Linked DNA regions of Arachis hypogaea: region 2 is linked to region 1. The links are chromatin contacts, called in public Hi-C maps. All regions are on one chromosome and are shown on one strand. Each heading gives the region's core, a stretch centred on a gene start, on an enhancer-like site or on the middle of the called end of the contact. The rest is flanking DNA. Distances are from core to core; before and after follow the strand shown. Region 1 holds the start of LOC112726893. Region 2 holds the start of LOC112729706 (protein FAR1-RELATED SEQUENCE 5-like).

Region 1 (5,627 bases), core at 2,789-5,288:
ATGTATTAGTGATGTGTAAGTATATACATCTGGCAGTAATCCCTTTTCTACCATTTCAGATTTTAGCATGTGAGCTTGCTTCATCTTTTCGTTCTTGCTGTATGCATCTATAAGGGTATTGTACGTAACAACATTAGGTACCTCTCCCCTTTTCTCCATATCCCTAAATAACCACTCAGCTTCTGCAAGATTTCCTTCCTTACAATGTATCTCAATAAAAGTAGTGAAACTCACAACATTCGGAACCACTCCTTTCTCTAGCATTGTATTCAAAGTCCTCTTGGCTTCCTCATATCGATGCACTTTACATAGCCCACAAGCAATAATGTTGTATGTAAACACATCTGCTTCGATTTCCTTCCTTGCCATGATATCTTGCACCCTCAAAGCCTCATCTATCAAACCTCTTCTACAATAACCATCAATCATTGTATTAAATATTACTATATTTGGGTCAATGCCTTTACTTTGCATCTCTTCAAGCAATATTTCTGCAGCCTCCATTTGGCCTACCTTGCATACACCACAAAGTAAGGCCCCATAAGTATGTGCATTAGGAAGGATGCCTATCTGAGTCATCTCATCAAACAAAGCGGATGCCCTTTTAATGTTTCCTAACCTAGAATACCAATTTATCATCGTTGTATACACATGACTGTCCATTTCTAAATTTCGTTCATGCATTTCCTCGAATATCTTTTCAACTTCCCCTATATTTCCTAAACTCGCATACCACTGAATCAGAATACTATATGTAGCTAAACTATGAACAACTTGTTCCTTCTCCATTAATCTCAATATCTCATCTACACCCCTTTGATCCTTTCTTCTAACATAAGCATTTAACAATGTATTATAAGTGAACACAGTGGGTTTCACAATACCTTTACCAGCCATCTCAGCCATCAACTCCTTAGCTTTCTCAACCTCTCCTCCCCTACACAGAACATCAACCACAAGTGTCAGAGACTGAACCCTAATTTGAATCCTACCCGACTCGAGCATTCGATGAAAGAACCTACGACACAAATCCAGCTCACCACATTTCTTCAAAGCAAGCAAGAGTACAAAACAAGACCTCTCCTCTATCCCCAACCCCATCATCTTGGCATAATCAAAGACTCTAAATGCCTCTTCAAACAACCTGTTATCAGAACACACTCTGAACAGCATATCAAACAGCTTCTCTGCAAAATGTGGATCAAGTTCACCAACCAAAGAAACAACCCCTGGAATGGGGCAACAAAGCTTACCATCAATAACAACAGAGCTCAGAATGCTCTTCATGGTGGCAAATTTTCGAGCCTCAAAAAGTCTGGAAAGGAGAATCACATGGGCCTTAATATCAAGTATATGAGTAATATTAAAGTTTCTACTTCTAAGGAAGTTGAAAAATGACAACAAAGAATGAGGAGGGAGATCGGGGTTCGAAAGAACATGGTATGTAACATTGGGAGTGATGCATGAGATCATGGACTGCAGTTCTCTATCGGGTCTAAAATAATTGGTGGTATTCGAAATTAGGAGGTTTTGGGTTATCTTATTGACAAGTTCAAGTTGAAGCTTTTGTTGGTCTGAAGGAAAAGACAAACCTTTGTTGAAAAGTCTCAAAAGAGTCTTCTGAGAAGACATTGAATTAAACCACAAAAAAAAAAAATTATTGAAATTGTTGCAATGAATGGATTAAAATGGTTTTATAGAGAGATGAAGTTTTGTTTTACTGGAATCAAAGAAGCTTTTGAGATTGTGGGTTGTAAATTTGCTTCATTCTTACTCCGATAGGATCCCAAACAGGAAGAACACATATTACTTGATAGGGGTGTACATGAGCCGAGTATAAACAGGTTTGTTCTAATCCAGATCCGGCAATACGGCCCTAAATATTCATCAGATCTATTTTTAAGACTCTAACCCAAACACTAGGTCCGATGAAACCCCATCACTTTTGGGCCACAATTATACCAGGTGAAAACCAGGTCTAGATGAAATCTCATCACTTCGTGGCAGGAGCAGCGGCAGGGTCATATATGGTCTATGTCCATAGCTTTGTTTTCCTCATTGATTTGTGCAATACAACTAGGTTTTCCTTCTCCCATTAGTCTTCATCTAAGCCTGCCAAGCAAGGCAAGAACAAAAAAAAATTGACCAATTTATAGATGCCAAGACCAATAACAATTAAAGGAAAATCTGGTGGAAGAGTAGAAATAGAGTGAAACTTTTAAAAAATGAACTACATAATTTTACCTTCCGACAAAACATACTTTAAAAATGTTCATTGCCCTCTAATCTCTATCACGTCCTCTTTTCTTATTGGGCTCAAATTAAGAATATAATTAGAAGCCATTCAAGCAAAGCAAAGCAACACAAATTTACTAGTACATTATATCAATAAACTAGTTATCATAACCGAACCAGTAATCGAACCATTCAGAGTACTGGGTCACTGGTTCAACCAGTGGGTCATGGTTGAACTGGTTGACCCGGTATCACTTAAATAAAAATATAAAATCATAAAAAAAAGTTCAAATTAAAATTTGAAATACATATTACTACTGACACTTTAACAATAATCAAGTCTCAATTCCTAAAAATAACTAATACAAAAATAGACATTAAATCCAAAGGACATACCCATTGTTGCTTATGCATTCCTTCACTTAATTTGAAACACACTTGGTAAACTCAATTACCACTCAAAAATTATGATGTAAACAAGTACAGACTTTGATATAACAATACAATACAGAAAAAAATCAACAATGATATTAAATAAATAATCAAAAGGCATGGTGATATAAACAAGTAAAAGGACTTTGATACAACAAAACAAACACTCCATAATAGCATTCTCTTCCACAGAATTATGATCCGCAAGTTTATATTGGTCACTTCCAAACTTAGAAATTCAATGTTTCTTCTCTTATTATATCCACATAGATTTACACACAACTTATAAACATCACAAACTTTTCCTCTTTTCATTATCTAATAAATCTAGATATTGCCAATCTTGACATGATCATCACCACTGATGAATTCACAGGCAACCTTGACCATGATAAAAATTCCCTTGACCCAATCATCTTCCTACTTATCACTATTGATAAGCTCAAAACAATGCACACAGCAGCAGCCAAAGTAAGCAACACACCTGAATAATTCCCCCCTGAACAGCTTTGGAGAACAATATGAGAACCATCCTTTCCATCAATATCACCATGAGAGTTATTCATCTTCATAACCTACTATCTAATCAGTATAACTAATCATCAATTTATCAAATAAGCATCAATTCATCTAAACCAATTAGCATCAATTTATCTAAAACTACATTAAAACTGAAAAATACTAAGCATAAAAAAATTAATAGAGATTAAAGACTAACTGAAAAAAAAAACAATAAAACAAAAATCACCTACAGAAGCAGAAGTAGAAGTTGAGTCAGGAAAGGAGCAGCTTCGGAGTTCTGAGCTTCAGAACAGCCACACCTAAATCAACTTCATCATTACAATTACAGGCTAAGATTCTCTAAACAGGAACACTTTATTCTTAAGACATAAACCTAAAAAAATTAGTTAAAATTATGGTATCAACCCTTCAACAGTACCATTAATTTGATCAGAAAATTGATTAAACTTCAGTTACCGCAAAATGACAAATTAATTAATTAGGTAAAAAGAATGCAAGAATCTGTGAAGTGTGGAGTGCGAACCACGGAAGACAGGGCCAAAGGAAAAACAGGGGAATGCAGCCAGGGACTCACCGCAGCTGCTTGGCGACGGAACCGGCGAGAAGGAGACGACGTCCGAACCAGGGCTGGCAATTGCTGGTTGCTTCTGTTTCTTCTTGCTGAGCCGGCGACGACGAGACCAAGGAGGGCGGCGACACGCGAACTACGGCGGAACGCCAGCGACTGTGAATGAAGACAATGAGAGAGTTTGAGAGTCAGGGTGTCGCTGGTCGGCTGGTGTGAGTGAGAGCTTGAGAGGCGGATGTGATGTGTGAATTAGGGATTTGGGGCAGTTTAGAGAGTGGCTCGACCCAAACAGGTGACCGGGTGACTGAGATTTTGATCGAACCGGCCGAGGCGAACCGGGTTTGTTTACTATGCAATAAATAATTCTAGACTAACTGGTTTACTTGTTATCATCATCATACAATAAAACACATTGCATTATGCCATTAACTTCAATAACCAACCTTTTAACTTGGAAAGAGCTTAATCTCAATTTGCTCAGCAATACAACGTAGATAAAAAGACCAGATTAGACACTTAGCAGGTAAATACAACATCATCTAAAACTTTATTTTACTTAGAGTTAAATGTTTTAAATAATTGCAGAGTCAAAGTAAAGTGAGAATTTTAAGATGGATGAAGGTAAACTTTTTAGAAAGGATTAAATATTACAAATTAGATTTAAGTATTATTAAATTTTATTTCTAAAATAAATCAATTATAATGTGGAAATTAATATTTATATTTAATGCCTATTAAATTTATGCCTTTCATGGCTCGTATTGATGTGACAATATGGAATAAACAGAAAGTGAAGGAAAAGTTACCAATCGCGCTATTTAATTTTGAATTGATATAGTTGCCAATTGAGCTACAATCTCAAACCATCACTACTGCTCGTGAGGATAATCACTATTCACTAGCACCTAAAACCAAGTCAAATAGAGGAGTAATTCTCAGTTTTACTAGCAGATATTGTATGAAATGCAACTAGTGAAACAGAAATTTTAAGACTAGAATTAAAAGCACTACCATTTACATCACTTTGGCTATTAGCCTATTACCATGGGCAGCCAAACATACATAACCCTATTGGCCACCCAAAAAAATTGACATCTTAGACTAAAGATTGCCCTTACAACATTCTTTTCCAGGACACTTCCTCAGAATACTTTTGTTATACTGACAAAAAAATCTAGTCAAATTACCTTTCCAGAATGCACTGCTAGAAATAACCTAAGTCAGTGAATAACCCCAAAACAGATAACCTACTTAAGACTACAAATGGAACATAGAAGTCAACTGGCTTGGTTTGACAGAACTATCACCTCAGTACTACTGCAAGAAGTACTGCCAGCACCCACAGAAGCACAGTTAAGAGCTACGCTAGAAGCAGTGTTTGGAGTACACAGGGTCGGAGCATTGCCCTGCGGATTTTGATCGACCTGCAAGTCGTGCTCCGGTAGCCCTGGTGATCCCTTTGTCAGATGTTCGTCGTTTGGATTTCTGTCTGTATCAGCGGGAAAGGAATCGGCCTTAACATCTGTGGATGGCTTACTATTATCATCAACACAATCCACAAACTTCTCACATAAATCAGAAGATACAGGAAAGGATTGGCAATCTTCTGTATCTGTCTGGTGCTTAGGTGGTTCAGTTGGGTGTACTTCGGCTTCATCAGAGCCTGGTGTGGTTACCACTTTGGAGTTTGTTTCGCAATTATCGGGACAATCTTCAGTGATGTCCTTTGACTGAAGGTGCACCGAGTCATTGGTTGTAGGAACTGCTTCACCAGAGTGACAACCATCTCTAAGACATTCTGTTTCCTCATAAGTATTGCAGCAGTTGTTTGATTGACCATCTAAATCTACTTGCTTCTCATCATCGTTCA
Region 2 (6,131 bases), core at 38-2,537, 190 kb before region 1:
ATCCATTTCTTTTGTAACATTGCGTACCTTTCTGTTGAGATAGTTCCTAATATCTTTTTCCATTAAGTTTATCTTAGAGAAACCCCACGATTCACCCACCAACACTTGATATGTTTTGCTTGGTCTCACACCTACTTCATCATTCCTCTCAATGACTCGATACATGTGCATACTCATCTCTCTATTATGTGTCAACAATTTTGCCATCTCTGGATCACAAGGATGTGAATGATCCAAACACACCTTCGATATAATCCAAAGACCCTCCTTATTCAACCTAATAGAAATCCTTGCGGGGCAATTGTAGTTGGTTCTAGGGTTGGTCTTTTCTATTGGTAAAACTCTAGACTTGCGTTTCCTCTCTCTATTGCAAGTGATCATTTGATTCTTAGGAACCTTATCTTTACCAACTCTTCGAGTAAACCTTATCTTAGTAACAAAACCAACGCGCTTGGCATAATTCTGATAAAATTGATTTGTATCATCAATGGTTCCAAAACACATGCCAACCTTGGGCACATCCTGTAAAAAAGTTAGCATATATCAGATAGTAAAACAAAATCTCATTAAAGAATGTGCAAACTATGTTAAGTCATGTGTGCAAAATCTCATTAAACTGGGTGTAAACTGTGACGAGTAAGGTGTGCAAAATCTCATTAAAGTGGGTGCAAACTGTCTGATTCATGTGTGCAAAAAATCATTACATTGGATGCAAACTGTGCTGAGTAAAATGTGCAAAATCTGATTAAAGTAGGTGCAAAATGTCTGATTCATGTGTGCAAAATTTCATTCAGATGGATGCAAAGTATCCTAAGTAAAGTGTGCAAAATCTCATTAAAGTGGGTGCAAAATGTATTGAGTGAAGTATCTCGATTACTCTTAGGTATTGAATCAACAAAACCCTTTTGCATAAATAAGAGTCCTTAACAAATTTCTAATAAATTGTTACTAATTAGCTGGGACATAAAACTAACTACTGTTTTTATTGTTGTTAATTGGAGTTTCTTTGATGCCTTCAAAGATTAGCCTTTTGTTAATTAAGAATTGAAATAATCTACTGGAGATCTTTACCATTTTTTAGAGATCAAATCAATCCAAGAAAGATACTCCACATTAAAGCAAGTTAATTCAGTTGAATACAGTTCACACAACTATAAAATTACAAAGATAATCCCCTATTTAATGTTCATACAATATTATAACGTTCTCTAACTGCTAACTAGTTTGTAAAGTTAGAATACAACTTTTTGTAAAAAAAAAAAAATAGCATACCTTTTTGAATCCCATAACTACTCATCATGAGTCATAAGATCATAAGAAATATGTCATACTACTAAGTACTAAATATTAATCTCCTTCCTTCTCTCTCTATATCACTCCAAATATTTGTTTGTTCATCCCTCTATTGATTGCACTTTTTTACTTTAGTTACTTTTAAGCTATTATGGAACTAACTGTACAAAAGAGAATGCAAAACAAGATCCTACAACAACAGACCGCATTTGAATGCATCACAAACCCAACCAAAACAAAACAACTACAAAAAACACAACACTACCTATTAACTAGCTTAGCCTCACTTTCCTAACCCTTGGAAATTTTGTAGCTCCAACTCCAAGAAAATCATAGAACATGTTTACTGTTATAGAACAATTACAAATTCGATGCTTCTACTTCTACTTCAGGTTCTTAGTAGCTAAGGTTAGATTAGTTTCATTGAGCATGCATCTTGTCTTATTATCTATTTTTCTTTCTTATTTATTTCTATACTTATTTCATATAAATTAATAAATTATTATTTTGTTAGGAGGCCAAACTAGGTGAAATATAAAAAGACAACAACAGTACATAACTTAAATTACATTGAAAAATCAAAACAACAACAAGAAACACTAACATTTTTTATATTTTCTGTCTTAGTCATTTCATCAAACAGTTGGTTTGCGTTAATTGTGCATTGTTGCATTATGAAAATCAAAATCGAATAAGGTATAATTTGGATTCTGTATATTCAATTTAAACTCTATTATGAAAAACAAAAACAGCATGCTTTGCGAGCTCAGAAATTCATAATCATAATCATCATTGTGTTCATTGATGCACTATGAAAATCATTACAAAAATCATGAAATTAGAAGAGAGAGAAACTGCTTACTTCAATATTCTGTTCTTCTAAACGCTGATTCCATCATTAACATGGAGCGAGAGAGTGAAATTCTGAGTTATTCTGCAGCTGAGAAGGAATGAGCGACAGGGAAGAAAATTTTTATCCAAGAGTAAAAGGTGAAACTTCAAGCTTTGTCAACAAAACTGCGATCGTTGCGTATCCGGCTAGTTCCTTGGAGAGGAGCGTGAGAGAAAGCCGTTTGTGATAACGCGTGAGACAATCCTGATATAAAAACACATGCTGGTTGAATGATGGTTAGATCTTATTATATTTGCTGGTCCCTGAGAGTTTTCGTTTTGGGAAAAAAGAAAAGCGTGTGGTAAAGGAGCGTGAGTACACGCTCTCGATATACATTTGGACTTTATTTTGTTTGAGGTATAAGAATACTAATGCTGATTGTTTGCTGGCCCAAAAAATAGAAAATTATTATCCCTTAACGGTGCTCCTCAATTTATGCATGCAGCAAATTAAATCATTAATGAGTTACAAATAATTAAATGGAGCTCAAATCTATAACAAAACGGATTAATCTTATTGACTTGTCAAATTAAATACATTATTTAAAAGTCATTATAATAATTAATAATAATAAACAATAAATTTTGATCATCTTTTCATATTTTTTATAAATAAATATTGTTTTGTAGAGGGTAATTTCGTCAAATAGAATACTGTCACGGTGTCTCTTTATATAAATGACCATCCACAAACATTATCGGCCACTTTCCTCTTCAAGTCGTATCAGAAAGTGGGTCATAACAAATTAAACCACTCAGTGTCTTCATTCTTCTCTCATTTCATTACCTATATCAATACATCCAAACAAGGCCTTATTCATAGTAAATAACTAACTAACTAGAAATGTTCACAATGATGAAGGTGCACCCTTCTTCAAAGAAACGAACCAACCATCGTTCCCAAAACGCCATCGTTTCATCGAACCCGAACCCAAACAATACGAAGAAGCTTTGGAGACTTCCGCACGTGTTCGCCAGCGTTCTTGAACTCCCTCTCCATTCAGACGACGACGTTTCGATCGACGAAACCACGCAGTTTCTCCGATTTGTTGCGTGGTGCAAGTGTAGAGGCTCTTCTTCTTGTGGAGTGAGTGCAGAGGCTGTAGAGATTGTTCCTGGAATAACCAAGATCGTGATCAAGGGAATGGACGGTGGAGATTGTTTTGCCCAGCAGTGCTATGGTTTTCGGTTTAGGCTTCCGCCGTGGACTAGGCCGGAGATGGCCACGGCGGTTTGTAGCGGAGGAAAGCTGGTGGTCACGGTGCCAAAGACCAAGACCAGAGGGAATTGATTCCTCCCTACATATATCAAATTAAAGGTTTGGAATATTATTAGGTGGCTACTTGCGTCAATGTTTTTTACCTATAGATGATAGTTAAAATGTTAATATATATTATATTAAGATAAAAATTTATATGTAGATATTTTTATGTAAAATTAATAATTAATAATTTTTAATTATTAATTTTAAATAATAAAAATAACTGTATGTGAATTTTTATTTTATATTAATTAAAAAAAATTAATTATCATCACGTGAAAATATTAGGCGTATGCACTGTAAATACACATGTGGCCCCTTTTTGATGATCACTCTCTTAATAAAACTTCGATTCCATGCCTCCCTCTTTCTCTTAATTCAAACTCTTCTTATGTTTCTAGTAATTACTAATTAATAATAGGAACGGTCTATACTTTATATCTTATTACATTAATGTTAGAGAAAAAAAATTAAAATTTATCTTATTTAATATTTATTAATTATTATTAAAATTAATAAATATTAAATAAAATAAATTTTAGTTATTTTTTGTTAATTTTTTATTATTAAATATTTCGATCCTATTATAATAATAGAATATTAATTAAGAACAAGAACTTTAATTTGAGCCATATGCATGGATAAATGGTAAAGTTGAAAGAATATAATTTTCATACATTTATAAAAAAAAATTACACAATTATCTAATCATTTATTATCATATGAGAGAAATAGTTAATTTTAAAATACACTACTTAAAAAATTATTTAAATACATAAATTCATATTTAACTCAAATTTAAAATTGTTAAATAATTACATAATCATTAAAAAATATTATAATCAGAATTTTTAATGATATACGTTACTCTTTCAAAAATTTCTCTTCATCAATTACATAAACTATATGTTTAAAATTTGTGAAAGAAATCATTCATTATTTCTATTAAAAAATAATTTATTATATTATATCTTTAAAATTATTTTATTTAAAGGCTTTTGTTATAGTACTCATGAATTTATAAAGGTAGTAGTATTTGTGCACACATATCTCCAATAAATTAAATTTAATATTTTACAATTAAACTGCAACATATTCTTCAAATAAAATCAATATATTTAATTAATATATTGTTAGTTTTTTTCGTAATATTTTCTTAATTTCGGATATAACTTACTTCCATTATCGAACTTCAATAACTAGATTAAGGATTTTAGTCTGCTCTCTACTTATCCTTCAAGTAACACATTTGGTTAGTTGGTAGCATTGGCTCGTTTTGTCTCCCTGTATGACACAACATGTTAGAGAAATAGACAGTAAAAGAGGAAATGAAGAGAAGGGTGTTGAAGAGTAAGACGACAAGATTTTTTAGAAATACAAAAATAAAAGATGAGAGAACTGTAATTTGGAACAAAAAAATATATTAAATAAATACTATTATATTTGTTAAGATTTGAAAAGATAAATTTAAAAACCTACAATAAATGCTAACAAGTTAAAACACACAAATATGTACCGAAATAATGGATACTAGAATAACTATTAATATGTGTATATATATATATTATATCTTAATAAATAAGTACGTATCATAACAAAAGTATTATATCTTTTTAGTAGAAATATTGAGTTTGGACCCTTTTCATTGTGAAAATTAAAAGATAATAATAATAATAATAATAGATTAAGAAGAAGAAATGGGTTCGTTATGGGGGGCGCATATTGAAAGTGGGCGGACGGTGGTAGCCCACTTTTCAACCTAAAATTGAAATATCGACATTCTAAGAAAATAGTTCTATTACCACGTTTTTAAAGCGTGGTGAAAAATTAAAAAAACGTGACGATAGTTTTTCGTCACGTTTTTTGAGTTATCTGAGTTACCGCCATGCTTTTGAAAGGGTCATGTCTACAAGGGTGGCAGTTGCTCTATCACCATGCTTTTTTCAACCTATCACCACGTTTTTTTTCACGCTTTTTACAAATTTTCACATTTAAAAGTGTGGCCGTAGGTGGGAGATATGGCCACGCTTTGAAAGCCACAAAGCGTGGCCGTATGTGGTGGATAGGGGCATGATTTCAAAGCGTGGCAATAAAGGAGATATGACCACACTTTTGAAACGTGACAATAGATGGAGATGTGGTCACGCTTTAAAAGCATGGCAGTAGATGGAGATATGACCACACTTAAAAAGCGTGACAATAGACAAAAATATGGCCATATAGCCATGCTTTTAAAACGTGACTATAAAAATGGTCAGTAACCTAATTATTCTTTTTAATCTTCATAATAAAACCTTATAAAAATATATAGATAATTTTATAATTTAGTCAATAACCAATAATTTTAAATCAATTAATCCAATTTTTATAAAGTTGTGACCAAAATAAGTGTGTGATCACATAATATACTCTAACAAAATACCAAAAAACAAAATCATAACAACTACTCATGAATTCCTAATACATGAATTATAATTCGTAATCAAAGTCATAACATCTACTTCTTGTACTTCATTACAAAATATAAAACGTCGTGTATCATCCATTGCGAGCAAAATTGTTTTGACCACTGCCCTGCAAGATGTAAAACACAAATGAACACCTACCCATATAATACAGAATCATATTCATTCACAACACTCTTCTCCCATCTCAATTCCATAATTGAATGACATTAATATTTCCA

What was found. A called contact is a pair of places that touch in the nucleus more often than the background predicts.
Region 2: a contact with region 1 is called in a Hi-C map of leaf, with 2.6 times the contacts expected there. The contact joins the promoter of LOC112729706 here to the promoter of LOC112726893 in region 1. A contact is called at or near these places in 2 of 8 Hi-C or Micro-C datasets (leaf and an unstated tissue).

What each region holds. Positions count from the first base shown.
Region 1 is chr12:12,774,295-12,779,921 of arahy.Tifrunner.gnm2.J5K5, reverse strand. It overlaps LOC112726893, which reads right to left and starts at 4,038. Exons shown (of 3, transcript XM_072208840.1): 1 at 3,764-4,038; 2 at 885-2,112; 3 at 1-509. The coding sequence starts at 1,632. It also overlaps the pseudogene LOC112726892.
Region 2 is chr12:12,956,686-12,962,816 of arahy.Tifrunner.gnm2.J5K5, reverse strand. It overlaps LOC112729706 (protein FAR1-RELATED SEQUENCE 5-like), which reads right to left and starts at 1,287. Exons shown (of 3, transcript XM_025779867.1): 1 at 1,273-1,287; 2 at 28-522. The coding sequence starts at 1,287. LOC112726900 reads right to left here. Exons shown (of 10, transcript XM_072208845.1): 10 at 5,788-6,019. The coding sequence ends at 5,984. LOC112729705 reads left to right here and starts at 3,038. Exons shown (of 1, transcript XM_025779866.1): 1 at 3,038-3,475. The coding sequence starts at 3,038. The coding sequence ends at 3,475.